Linked DNA regions of Danio rerio: region 1 is linked to region 2. A link is a contact called in public HiCAR-type data. All regions are on one chromosome and are shown on one strand. Each heading gives the region's core, a stretch centred on a gene start, on an enhancer-like site or on the middle of the called end of the contact. The rest is flanking DNA. Distances are from core to core; before and after follow the strand shown.

Region 1 (7,017 bases), core at 3,911-6,410, 190 kb after region 2:
GCATCAGCTAAACTCTCCCACTCTATTTTTTTCTTTTGTTGTTAATTCCGGAGAACAAACTTGCAAATAACACCACTTTTCTCCGGTCTACCTCCGAAAGCAGCACCTCCAATTCACATTCTGTTCAAAGTTTCTTTTCTTGCTTGCTTTTGGAATTTGTTTTTTCATTGGGTTGTGCCAAAGTAGAGTCATTAGCATATTCATACGGGGGAGGAGGCAGGGAGGGGTTTTGCGCTCGTGCATGTTGCGCTCAGTTTCACGTTCATTCAGATGTACAAAAGAATATGCGTGAGATTCGGCGTACGCAGTGTTTCATACATCTGAACTTTTTCTGCGTACGCACATTTACAGCTTTATGCGTATGCAATGTTTTAGTATGATTTCCACGCAAGTCTTCGTACATGAGGCCCCTGGTGGATTAAATGATGCAGCATTATCAAATGTTGTATATGGTTTACGACAGATTATTTTGATAAATTTTTTTAATTTATTAAATTTGATTTATAATGATGGATGTAATGAAGGGGGTTTTGTGTCAGAATTGCTTGTAATAGTGCACATGGTGATTGGTTTATTCATTGGTTATAATTTTCTTAAATATGCCGTGACTTTCTATGTGGAAACATAAAACATTAAACATAAATAAAAGTATTAAACGAATTTTTGAGCAGGTGTTGCTTGCTTTGACATAGAAAAATAGTAGTAAAGTAGCACATTAGAAAGGAAAAAGTTGTTTTGTGTTAACGGCCCTTTACTATTCTAAACTATTTTCATTACATAAGTCTAATAAATGTGTAATAATCAATGAAAGAGAAACAAGTGAGAAACCCTGTGAAAATCATTTAGCACAAGTCATGTGGGGTAAAATTGATTTGCAGTGGCAGCACAGAAAAAAAAACCTAATTCTTATCAAAATGTTGACAACACAAACTCCTCCAGTCTCAGTTACAACCACAGTGTTTGAGGGTCAATGTTTATAAACCTACACTGGGCTTTTACAAGAAGTAAAACTAAAGTTCCTGATGACTTGTATCAGCCAGAAAGAATCACTTCTTTCTTAAGGAAATAATCCTGCACTTTTACTTTACGTCAATCTGTGAAAATGAAATCAAATACGATAAAATCAAAATGGGCCACTTTAAATCTATAAAACTATGAAATTGCTAAATTATTTTGGTTTTTAATATGTTAATACAAACAAAACTGATCCAACCAAAGAGCCAGTATTTACATATTACCGACTTCACTCTCTAAAAGCGATTTGCATAGCAGGGTTCATCTGTAAACACAGTGTAACACGATACTGATGTCTACTACAGGTAACGGCCATGTAAATGGAGATATATACATACAGAGAAATCTTGAGTTGTGTTTTGTGTTAGTTCTCATCCAGAATTGTGCACTTAGGGTTGTCCATCCCACTTTCCCCGCCCCAAGTCAATACTAATATTTTAGGCAAATCAATACGGGCTGAATTTTTTATGTGCAGAAATATGGTCATTGTTTAAACTGTAGTAACAATACATTTGTTTTAGAGGATAAATTGTTTTAGATATGAGCTTTGTTGTTTTATGCTAAAGTCAGTGCCCTTTAAAATCTGACAATAGGATTTAAAGCAGAACTTAGTTTGGCACAAACCCAGCGGTGAAAAGTGGCAAATTAAAAACACTCAGATTACTCTAAATGAGTAGTTTTTCTCAGGAATTGTACACTTGAAACATGAGTTGTTGCTGCTTTTTCAAACTACTTATTTAAAATAAGCTGAAACAACAATTCTTGAGATTCTTTTTGGGGGATAACTTCATTGTTTTATCCACTTCAATTTGTTAGTTGTGTACTTTTCCTTTCACTGGAGTACATTTTAAGAACTGTATCAGTACTTTTACTCCTATTTTCCTTCAATCAGCAGTCACTACTTTATTTTTTATTCTTTTTTATATTTGATTGGCTACGTAGAATAATAAGTCCTATGATTCCCAAATAATCAAATTGCGCAAACATGTAATGACCGAGAGACTGTTTAGATGATGAAGTTATCAACTGTATATGGTAGGTTTGGGCGGTATCCAAATACCACCCAGATACTGTCAAACCTCCTCCCTATTTTACCTTAGTATAGTTTTGTGCGTGAAAAAAATGATGGCGTAAGGCTCAGACAGCATCACCAAACGTTAGGCTTGTGCCTACCGTAAACACCACCATAGGTTTGAGGTATATCCATCTCTCGCGGTCATCTTTTTGTAGCACAATTTGCAAATTGCCTCGTCCCCATTAAATAAATTATATTTAATCCTTGTCTCCTATTGACCTTATTCTAAAATGCGGAAGTGCGCCTGTTTTCGCGATTGTCTTAGAACTTCTGATTCAGTCGCCTATGGGAGAAATTACTAAGAATAATAACCGGCAGAAAACGGTCAAACTACTTGCTCTACAAACAAATGTTTGCATGACTATATAGACCAAGTAGAATAATATGATAAAGAAAATATCAAATTGCAACATCAAGCAGCGTAATGAGCAGTTTTTAATGTCTAAAAATGAATGGAAGTGAATGAGACCGGAAGTCTCGAGCCAAAAAGATTCAAATGGCAGCGCCCACTTGTCGGCGGAGAATAAGGTCAATATAAGTGCATTGTTTTGTATGATGGTATAATGGTATTGAAACTGATACCGTTGCTATTTTTTAGATCCAACGGTATATCATATTACCGCCCAAGCCTATGAGGACTAAAATCACCAAATAGCCTTAAACAATCACTAAATTCCCTACAGAATATTACGTTTACACACACACACACATGCACAAATACAATGTAAACGCATCAATCTTTCACATTGTAATAATCAATACACACTTTTAAAAGGCCTACTTTTTACGTATACTTTGAGTAATATTTACAACAGATACTTGTACTCTACTTACACTACATTTTAGGGCAATAAGTAATGGTACTTTTACTTGTGTATGATTGTTCTGTACTCTTTTCACCACAGCACAAAACACTAATTTTAATGAGTGGAAACTTTGTGGTAAGAAAATTTGGGTTAATAATGCAACAAATCTTTAGTGCTACCACTTTTGTTGTGCTAAAAAAATCACCTGGCCTCAATCACTAAATTCCCTACAGAATATTACGTTTTCACACACACATGCACAAATGCAATGTAAACGCATCACATCGTAATACTCACTACTCTGATTTAAAAGGCCTACTTTTTACTAATTCTTTGAGTAATATTAACAACATATACTTTTACTCTACTTACACTACATTTTAGGGCAAGTAATGATACTTTTACTTGTGTAAAATTGTTCAGTACTCTTTTCGCCACTGCTCAAAACACTAATTTTAGTGAGTGGAAACTTTGTGGTAAGAAAATTATGTCAATAATACAAAAAATCTTAAGTGCCACCACTTTTGTTGTGCAAAATAAAATTACCAAATAACCTTAATCACTAAATTCCCTACAGAATATTACGTTTTCACACACACACACACACGCACAAATGCAATGTAAAACGCATCACATCGTAATACTCACAACTCCCATTTAAAAGGCCTACTTTTTACAACATATACTTTTACTCTACTTGAACTACAATTTTTGGGGCAGATAATGGTACGGTTACTTCAATTACATTTTTCTGTATTCTTTCCAAGCACAATTTTATTGGGTGGAAACTTTGTGGCAAGACAATTGGAGTTAATAATACAACAAATCCTTTGTGCCACCACTTTTGTTGTGTGATACAAATCACCAAATGGCCTTATACAATCCCTAAATTCCCTACAGAATATTACGTTTTCACACACACATGGACAAATACAATGTAAACGCATCAGTCTTTCACATCATATTACTTACAATTCACTTTTTTACGCACAACTTTAATGAGCGGAAACTTTGTGGCAAGAAAATTAGGGTTAATAATCCACCAAATCTTGTGTGCCACCACTTGTAAGATTGTTTTGTATATATTCTTATGCAATACATTTCTATCGGTTCAATATTGGATTATAAACAGCACTGCACAACATGTATAAGAAAATAACCTAATGAAATCAACCAAATTAAGTCCGTTTTAAATCACTGCCAATTAAAAGATCAACCCCATTCCTTATGAATTCCCAGAACATCCTCTCCTCACTTCAATAATGAGCTGAGTTCCTCAAAGGAAAAGCCACATCTCTTATATAAGGCTCCCTTAAAATCCCTTCAGGATGACAAATCTTCCTCCCTAATAATTTCTCATGACTTTAATAAGCTTAAACACAGCAGACATTAGCGTTGTGCTTAAATAGCAGATTCATCTAAATTTAGCAGGAAAGATAAACAGTTTAGTGAGATGCTGGAATGAAGGGGGAGGGAAAGCAGCAGCCAACAAAATCAGTGTCAACAAAAGCCATCAACCCAAAACATGTTTCAAGACCCCCAAAACGCATGCAATCACATTTTTCACACATCCAGAGGGTATCAGCCGCTATTACGCACGACACGCAGTTAATCTTCACACATATTTGGGGATGAGATGGAATGAATTAGAGTACGCAATGGCTGACTGCTTAGTGAACATACATACAGGCCATGCACTGTCAAAACCTGGGAAAGCAGCCTGTCAGCGGACATCCCAGCACGTATCCATCCTAAATTATTCGACAAACATTTGGAGAAAACGCCCAAAGAATGAAAGCATACGCCAAAAAGCGTTTAATATGATTTTTAAGGGGTGCACCATCGGGGGAAACGCCATAGCTGCCACAGGAAAAGCCCCTCTGTTGGATAGAACGCAGGCATAATGTGAGTGGCTTTGGGAATGCATGGATTAAAACGGCCCGATTGTGATGTTTTAGGCTAAATGCATTGATTGAAGCTCGGATAAAGCGCTGGTTTTCTTTGTAAGCGGCCGGCGGATGGTAATAGCAGCGGTGTACCTGTAGGCGCGCTCTCCCCGCACTGTGTTCTTTCTGTAGGGAATGATGTTGGTGCCGTTGTTGTCCGGAATGATGTCGTTGTTGTTCTCTCCATTGGGGGACAGAGCTTGGGTCGGACCGGGCATTTGGCTCTGTGAAATACTCGAAAGGACGAGGAAAGGGACGTCGGGGCTGTTCCCTGCCGTCTGCCTGCTTGTTCTCAGTGTAAATCCCGAGTAAATGTATGTGTGTGTGTTTGTGTGTGTATGAATGTGTCTTCCACTCGACAGCGATCTCTCAGGTGAGTCGTGGAACTGCAGTCATGTGACTTTGGGAGGGGTGCTTCACATTTCAGCCTCCTAAGTACATCATTTGAAGTTTTATATGATTCTTCGTTGTAATTTGGTTTAACCTTATTGGTTTGACATGGGCAACTGGATTAAACAATGGATTTCGTTGTATATATTTGTCGAGACAATTTGGAGTACATCTGAACAACAAAAATGATTACCTGACTGAAAATTCTTTACTTATTTTACTAAAATGTTTCATTTATAAATGAAAAAAAAAAAAAACAGCTCCTCAATTTGACTCTGTCAATTTTGCCTCCTATATAAAGGCTTTGAAAATAATGTAGGATTTGTTTAATGACCATGATTTTGTTTAAGCCCTTACAAAGTTACTTTTTGATGTTTGCACTGTGTGTTGATTATTTTGTTAAGTTATTTTATACATTATGATATGATATATATTTTTTTTATTTTATGGCTTAGCATTTGATTCATGGCATACTGGACGTTTCTCAGTCAGTCTGAAAGGTTACATTAGCATTGAGTTTGGCCTAAATTGTTATGTTTTTGAGATATGATAAATGTATATTTATGAACGTAGTACACCTCAAAGGCCTCAAGTGTTTCCTCTTAAAGGGATAGTTTACCCAAGAATGAAAATTACCTCATCATTTATTCTCCCTCATGTCCTTCTAAACCTTTACGAGTTTCTTCTGTTCAACACAAAAAATGATATTTTGAAGTATGTTGGTTGTTGGCACCTATCAACTTCCCTAGTTTTAGTTTCTTACTATGGAAGTTTTTTCGTGTTTAACAAAAGAAATGTTTTTTTTTATATTGTCTTAAATCTTAAATCTATTGTCGTTAAATCTTCTATTGTCAAATATTGCCTTTATGAATTGTAACCTCAGTTTTCTGACCTAAGCTGACAGGAGTGGCACCCGGTGTGGTCTTCTGCTGCTGTAGCCCATCTGCCTCAAGGTTGGACGTGTTGTGCACGATGCTCTTCTGCAGACCTCGGTTGTAACAAGTGGTTTACTGTAAGTTACTGTTGCCTTTCTATCAGCTGGAACCAGTCTGGCCATTCTTCTCTGACCTCTGGCATCAACAAAGCATTTGTGCCCACAGAACTGCCACTTACTAGATATTTTCTCTTTTTCATCACACAGTTGCTGCCATGTGATTGGCTGATTAGAAACTTGCGTTTACAAGTGGCCTGTTAGATTACATACATAATAAGGTCATTGTGACTTCTCACAGTTCGGACTTTTCTTTTAATGCTGAATTTTTAACACAATTCTGGACATTTAAGTGAAAAAGAGAGTCATAATTATTTAGAAGGGCAATTGCGATGTAGCATAAATAACTAAACGTTTTCTTGAATATGTGTACGTTTCTTGAGAGTCACAATTCTAACGTTATATTTCAAGTCACCATAAACCGGAAGTTGCTGAGAGACTTTTATTTCAGTATGTTAACAGTTAAAGTACGTTCAACTGAAACGGAATATTGAGGAAGGGGGCGGAGCTTTCTTTTTGCACATCATTCCATTATTGCAAACTACTGGTAAGAAGGGCAAGGTTAAGAATATTGTGGCTGAAGCGTCAAACTGATGCCAAAAGAGAAGCACCGCCACACCAAACACAAAAGCAGATGCTCAGACATTGAAGAATAACAAAACCATATTTTGGTGGATTAACTTAGCACAAAATAGTAGTTCACCTAAAAAAAAACAATGTACGCTAGCTAAATAAACACTTTAAACTCACAATTAAGGGTGCGGGGTGTAAGGGTGTATGTTAAATTATCTCTGA
Region 2 (6,820 bases), core at 164-2,663:
GAGAGACAAGATTTGCAAGTTCAGGTGAGAGTGTAAAGGAGAGACCGATTACTCTTTTGTGAGTGATTCAGGAAATGACACCCATGGCGCTCTATCACCGTTTCTCACTTCCTCAAAAATCGCAAGTTGGCCTGCACAAGGCTAAGCTCAACACATTTCTGACAAAACATGCATATATTTAATACATGCAAAACTTTAATATTACAAGTAAAACACACACTCCAAATATTGACATATCTAAATTGTGCAACCATGAAAGCCTGTTAAAATGCAATAAATTGTTGTCAAATTTAAAATGCATTAAAATGTGCTATTTACATACAAGCTGTAAATGTGAGCTGATCTATGATCCTCACACTACACTGTTATTTACAGCTTCAGTTAATAACAACAATTAAGCAAATTAATTAAAATAAGGATTAAAAACCCTAAAGTATGAATCAACTCTCCAAACTCTAAACTCTAAAATAATACTGAGGTAAAGTTGACTTTATATTCGCACATTCGTTCGTTTTAGAACAGTGACAACTTGACATGCTCCATATATTGTTTACCATGGTATATTCGGCCTGGAATCACATGTAAATATGACTTCAAAACAACATTAGCACTATTTCACTGACTGTGAACAATGTTTCTTTAAAAGTCGTTGGCTGCTAAAATGATCTCACGGTTTAGATTTTTACAAAGAACACATTTGTACATTTTTAATATTAAGGAGGAAGTCCGAATTTGCGAATATAAACCCAACTTTACCTCAATAAACGTAACTAATGCAGATGTTTGTGAAACGGCTTCACGTTCAATTCTATGCGGTTATGCACCAATAAAAAAATGTATTACACAATCACGACGCACTTCTAAAAAAGACGTCTGATCCTTAACAGTTTTAAATGAATCTGACAAGCTGTATTAACATGTTTAAGTGGCGTTTTAGCACTTAAATGTGAGTTGCAGGCCCGTTTTGTCATGACTCTGGAGATAACCAGCAGAAACACGCGCGTCAACGCTCCGCCTCGCCTCACTTTTGCACTGATACACCCGCCCAACTGCAATACAAAACATTTAAACTTGGATTTAACGCTATATAACTCCATAATTAAATGAGCTGTGTGACTTCATTATTAAATAGATGCTAACATGAAATAAAAGAGTCGTTATTTTTAAACTAAGGGTCTATTTGAGGGCCGTTAGCTCGATGCTAACACACACAGTTAAACTGCACACAGATGTGTTACATGAAGTAAATAAAGGCGTTCGCGCATGGTTAATCTCAGTGAAAATGTCCGTGCGTTTGTGTGGAACGAGCTCGGCTATTTTGTTGTGAAAATAAGTCAGCGGAGGGGCGCGAGGATTGAAGAAATTGTCAGACAAACCTGAGGAGGCCGCCATCTTCTCCTGCCCGAATCCAAAAGCGTACGAAAGCGTGACGTCGGCGCGTCATGTGACTAATGACGCACAGTGCTGTAGCAAGACATAAAGGGGTGTGGCTCCACTGCAAAGATTTATTTTTACCAAATATATATTTTATATATCAGCAGAGCTTAAATCTGACATCTTTTATCAGCATTTCATATTGGCGCATTTTCATCACTACGTCTTAAAAGTTTCACTGTTTCATGTGAAGGAACTTAAAGAGAAAATAAAATAGTATGGTAATAAATACACTAATAGGCAACTTTATTAGGTACACTTTACTAATACCGGGTTGGACCCCCTTTTGTCTTCAGAACTGCCTAAATCATTCTGGCAACAAGGTACTAAAAATATTCCTCAGAGATTTTGCTCTATATTGACATGGTAGCATCACGCAGTTGCTGCAGATTTGTCGGCTGCACACTCATCTCCTGTTCCATCACATCCCAAAGGTGCTCTGTTGGATTGAGCTCTGGTGTCTGTGGAGGCCATTTGAGTACAGTGAACTCACTGTCATGTTTAAGAAACCAGTCTGAAAGGATTCACGCTTTATGACATGGCACATTATCCTGCTGGAAGTTGCCATCAGAAGGTGGTCATACTGTGGTCATAAGGGGATGGACATGGTCAGCAACAATACTCAGGTAGGCTGTGGCGTTGACACAATGCTCAATTGGTACTAATGTGTCCAACTTGTGATAAAAAAATATTCCCACACCATCACCACCAGCCTGAACCGTTGATACAAGCCAGGATGGATTCATGCTTTCATATTGTTGACGCCAAATTGTGACCCGACCATCCCAATGGCGCAGCAGAAATCAAGACTCTTCAGACCAGGCAACGTTTTCAAATCTTCTGTTGTCCTGTCGGCGTAACAGCCTATTGGTTAGTGCCGACATATGGTGCAGTAGCACGTCAGGGTGTCCCGAGTTCGAATACCGGCTCGAGAACATTTCCCAACCCTACCACTCTCTCTCACTTCACTTCCTGTCTCATTTCTGTCCTATATAATAAAGACAAAAAGGCCAAAAAAAAAAAAAAATAAAAAAAAAAAATAAAATATATATATATATATATATATATATATATATATATATATATATATATATATATATATATATATATATATATATCTTCTGTTGTCCAATTCTGGTGAGACTGTGTGAATTGTAGCCTGTTTCCTGTTCTTAACTGACAGGATTGGCACCCAGTGTGGTCTTTTGCTGCTGTAGCCCGTCTCAAGGTTGGACGTGTTGTGCATCCAGAGATGCTCTTCTGCATACCTCTGTTGTAAAGAGTGGTTATTTGAGTTACTGTTGCCTTACTATCAATTGGAACCAGTCTGGCCATTCTCCTCTGACATCAAGGCATTTGCACCCACAGAACTGCCGCTCACTGTATATTTTTCAGGCTATTGTCTGTAAACCCTAGAGATGGTTGTGCTAGAAAATCCCAGTAGATCAGCAGTTTCTGAAATACTCCAACAACCATGCCACGTTCCAAGTCACTTAAATCACCATTCGTCCCCTTTCTTGCTCAGTTTAAACTGCAGATCATCTTGACCATGTCTACATGCCTAAACACATATAGTTGCTGCCATGTGTTTTTCTGATTAGAAATTTACATTGAGCAGTTTGAGAGTGTACCTATTAAAATGGCCAGCATCCTTATAGTCAACCAAACCCTGCTACTTTAAAAATATTTTTCCACAGGAAAAAAAAAAATCAAGACCTCATCAGTAATTTGTATTTGGTCATTAATTCAAGAGTTCACACTTAGCTGATGATTGGTAATAAGCTAGTTTGGCATGCTGTCCCGGGAGAGAGCCCCGAGCTCAAGAGATCCTCGAGCCCGGAGCTCCCTCCCATTGCAGGGCGAGAGGGGAGTTTGAGCTCGGGTAGATCTCGAGATTCCCTGTGAGATTTTACTGTGAGGCCGCAGTGCTAGCCACTGGGCCGCCGTGCTGTCCTGTAGAAAAGAGGAGAAGGGGTGGAAGGGGGGATTCATCAAAACGAAGATGACTAAAGGTAAGATGTTTGGTTATTTATACTGGGTTAGGAATAGCCTGATTGGTGGTTCGTACATTAGCTTGACTCTGGGCCAGCCGTGTCAATCATAAGCACGTGATCCTCTCGAAATTAGTTTATGAATAAACTTCACTTAGTCTAAAAGTCCTAAAATAAAAAATCTTACGGCAAAGTAAACCAAACACACACAAATTAGAACAACCAGCTGTTTATTTCAGTCTTCAATTACTTTGCCATTGTAAAAAGAATCCATTTATATTAACCACATCGTTTATGTCAATGTTCAAACTCCTGCAGGATAATACGCAGTGTTTTTAATCCATTCATGTCATTATACACACTGTGAATTGTTTCATCTTCATCTTGTTTCTGCACCAGATATAAAGCGTTCTTTAATGTTTTCACTAACACCTCAATGGCTTTGGGTCAGAGAGCACATGCTTTGCATATTACCTATTTGCAAAACAACTAAACCACACACTATATACAAAATCTTTGTAAGAATAACAAAACTCATTTATTGTAACCAGAAAGGCTCCACACACTATTAACAACATTTGCTCGATAGAAAAAGCACAACAGGAAATGCAAGCAGCGAAAGAGGAAGCAGCAGAGTCAAAGATTTAGAGAAGCCGGACAGTTTTTCCTGTGACCGTCAGATAATCTTCATCAGCCAGAAGTCTGAGGGCTTCATCAAACATGTCCTTAGTGATGGCCTGAAACGAGAGGAAACATCATGTAAATCCATATATGTCTGAAGTTTAAGCGTGGGATCTCTGTAAATAGTCATTTAAGCTCATTTAAAGCATACCGCTTCCGACTGGCCACGGAGATCATCGAACAGCTGTTGGTACTTCATTGCTGGTGTTTTGCCCTTTGATTGGATGAGCTTCTTCAGTGCTTGAGCCACTTCCTCCTTACGCTTGCGTGCTGTAGCGCTCATTCCTGTCCACAAACAACCAATCAAAACCATCAGACTCGCTGCAATTACCATACATTACTTAAGTGTTCAGGAAAATAAGAGAAAGCCCTGCTGAACAATCCAGCCTAAACCAGCCTAGGCTGGTTTTAGCTGGTCGACCAGGCTGGTTTTAGAGGGGTTTTGGCTACTTCCAGGCTGGTTTCCAGCCATTTCCAGCCTGGTCTTAGCTGGTCAGGCTGGGAGATGACCAGCTAAAACCAGCTTGACCAGCCTAGCCAAGCTGGGAGTCCAGCCAAAACCAGCTATATCCAGCTTAAACCAGGCTGGTCAAGCTGGTTTAAGCTGGATTTGGCTGGTCATTTTCCAGTCTGACCAGCTAAGACCAGGCTGGAAATGGCTGGAAACCAGCCTGGAAATGGCCAAAACCCCTCTAAAACCAGCCTGGTCAACCAGCTAAAACCAGCCAACCAGCCTAGGCTGGTTTAAACTGGATTTTTCAGCAGGGAGAGTTTGATTATAGTCATAATATCAGCTACTCTAGTTATTTCATGGCAAAACCAGATCAAACTTTTCATAAAGATCACTTTTTTAATAATAATAGAAACATTTTGACAATAAAAAGACATTATCAGCAATGATTAATACACAAGAAACGTCTAAAACAGTTTAAGGTTTACTTTTGATCTTCACAATTTTTGAAGGATTTACAGCTAACAATATTTCTTTTAAAGTCTCTCCAGATAAAGATTTGGAGTCTCCCGATAAAAATCTTTGTCTGATAATGTTAAATATACGGCACTCCAAAGGAATATCTTTAACCTTTTGGTTTCTGTTGCGAAATTGACGATTTGGGGCAACTTCTCCTTTTAGTAAATGACTACGAGTTAGTCTCGAGTGTCTGATTTGGCATCTTGTGTAAACAACCTCATCATGTGTCAAGTTAAAAGGAAATAGTTTAATAGAATTTAATAGAAAGTAGTTTAATAGAATTTGTTCCTACGATATGGCATTTATTACAAATATAGCCTTTTATTAGTGGCTTTAAATCTGAAAGAGGGACTTTGCACTTCTTAATTCTCCCTGTTTTGGCAGCTTTAAACCAGTTATTAATCATAAAAATTTAAGGGATTTAAACACAGCTGTAGTAATTACAATAGATTATGCATAATTACATGCAGCAAAGCCTGAAATTAACCAAACCTAAACCCTGACCATTTAACAAACACATTTCATTAATATTACTCAGTTAAATTAAGAGTTACTCTGTAACAAGTACACCTTAAAATAGAGCAAACACATATCTTATTCACTTTATAATTATTGTCATTTTAATTATGCACTAACAATACACTACCTGACAAAAGTCTTGTCGCCTATCCAAGTTTTAGGAACAACAAATAATAACTTGACTTCTAGTTGATCATTTGGTATCACAAGTGGCTTATATGAAAGGCAAAAGCCTCTACATTACACTTATTTCCTAAATAAAATATGATCATGCCTTTTTAATTATTATTATTAATTTTTTATTATTATTTAATTAGGACAGTAAGGTCTGACTTTGCTTAGATAAAAGTCTTGTCCTTTAACAGAAATAATGTCCAGTATAGAATATAAAGTCATGCTGCAGTGGAGACAGAATGAATATTGTGTATGACTCCATCATGAGCTTAGAGGACTGCATCCATGCATCTCTGCAATGACTCAAATCACTCATTAATAGTCATATGGAATGGCAAAGAAAGCGTTCTTGCAGGACTCCCAGAGCTCATCAAGAGTCTTTGGATTTATCTTCAATGCCTCCTCCATCTTACCCAAGACAAGCTCAATAATGTTGATCTCTGGTGACTGGGCTGGCCAATCCGGGAGTGCCTTGACCTTCTTTGCTTTCAGGAGCTTTGATGTGGAGGCTGAAGTATGAGAAGGAGCGCTATCCTGCTGAAGAATTTGCCCTCTCCTGTGGTTTGTAATGTAATGGGCAGCACAAATGTCTTGACACCTTAGGCTGTTGATGTCGCTATCCAGATCTCTCGCACACCCCATAATGAATGTAACCCTAAACAAGGGGTCACCAATCCCAGTCCTGGAGGGCCGGTATCCCTGCAGGGTTTAGCTCCAACTTGCTTTAACACACCTGCCTGGATGTTTCAAGTATACCAAGTAAGGCCTTGATTAGCTTGTTCAGGTGTGTTTGATTAGGGTTGGAGCTAAAATATGTAGGACACAGGCCCTCCAGGAACAAGTTTGGTGACCCCTGCCCTAAACCATGATTTTTCCTTCACCAAACTTGACTGATTTCTCTAAGAATCTTGTGTCCATGCGGGTTCCAGTAGGTCTTCTGCAGTATTTGTGATTGGAATGCAGCTCAACAGATGATTCATCTGCTACTTTTCCAAATGATCAACTATACGTCAAGTTATTATTTGTTGCTCATACAACTGGGATTGACAAC

What was found. HiCAR-type assays count read pairs that join an accessible place to other places.
Region 1: a contact with region 2 is called in a HiCAR-type map of caudal fin, with 2.8 times the contacts expected there. The contact joins the promoter of mapre2 here to the promoter of ube2v2 in region 2. A contact is called at or near these places in 2 of 4 datasets of contacts at active chromatin or transcription factors (caudal fin and embryo).

Annotation. Positions count from the first base shown.
Region 1 is chr24:39,431,714-39,438,730 of GRCz12tu, forward strand. It overlaps mapre2 (microtubule-associated protein, RP/EB family, member 2), which reads right to left and starts at 5,161. Exons shown (of 8, transcript NM_001109702.1): 1 at 4,935-5,161. The coding sequence starts at 5,059.
Region 2 is chr24:39,249,780-39,256,599 of GRCz12tu, forward strand. ube2v2 (ubiquitin-conjugating enzyme E2 variant 2) reads right to left here and starts at 1,414. Exons shown (of 4, transcript NM_213515.1): 1 at 1,377-1,414. The coding sequence starts at 1,392. mcm4 (minichromosome maintenance complex component 4) reads right to left here. Exons shown (of 17, transcript NM_198913.2): 16 at 4,258-4,391; 17 at 3,639-4,162. The coding sequence ends at 4,070.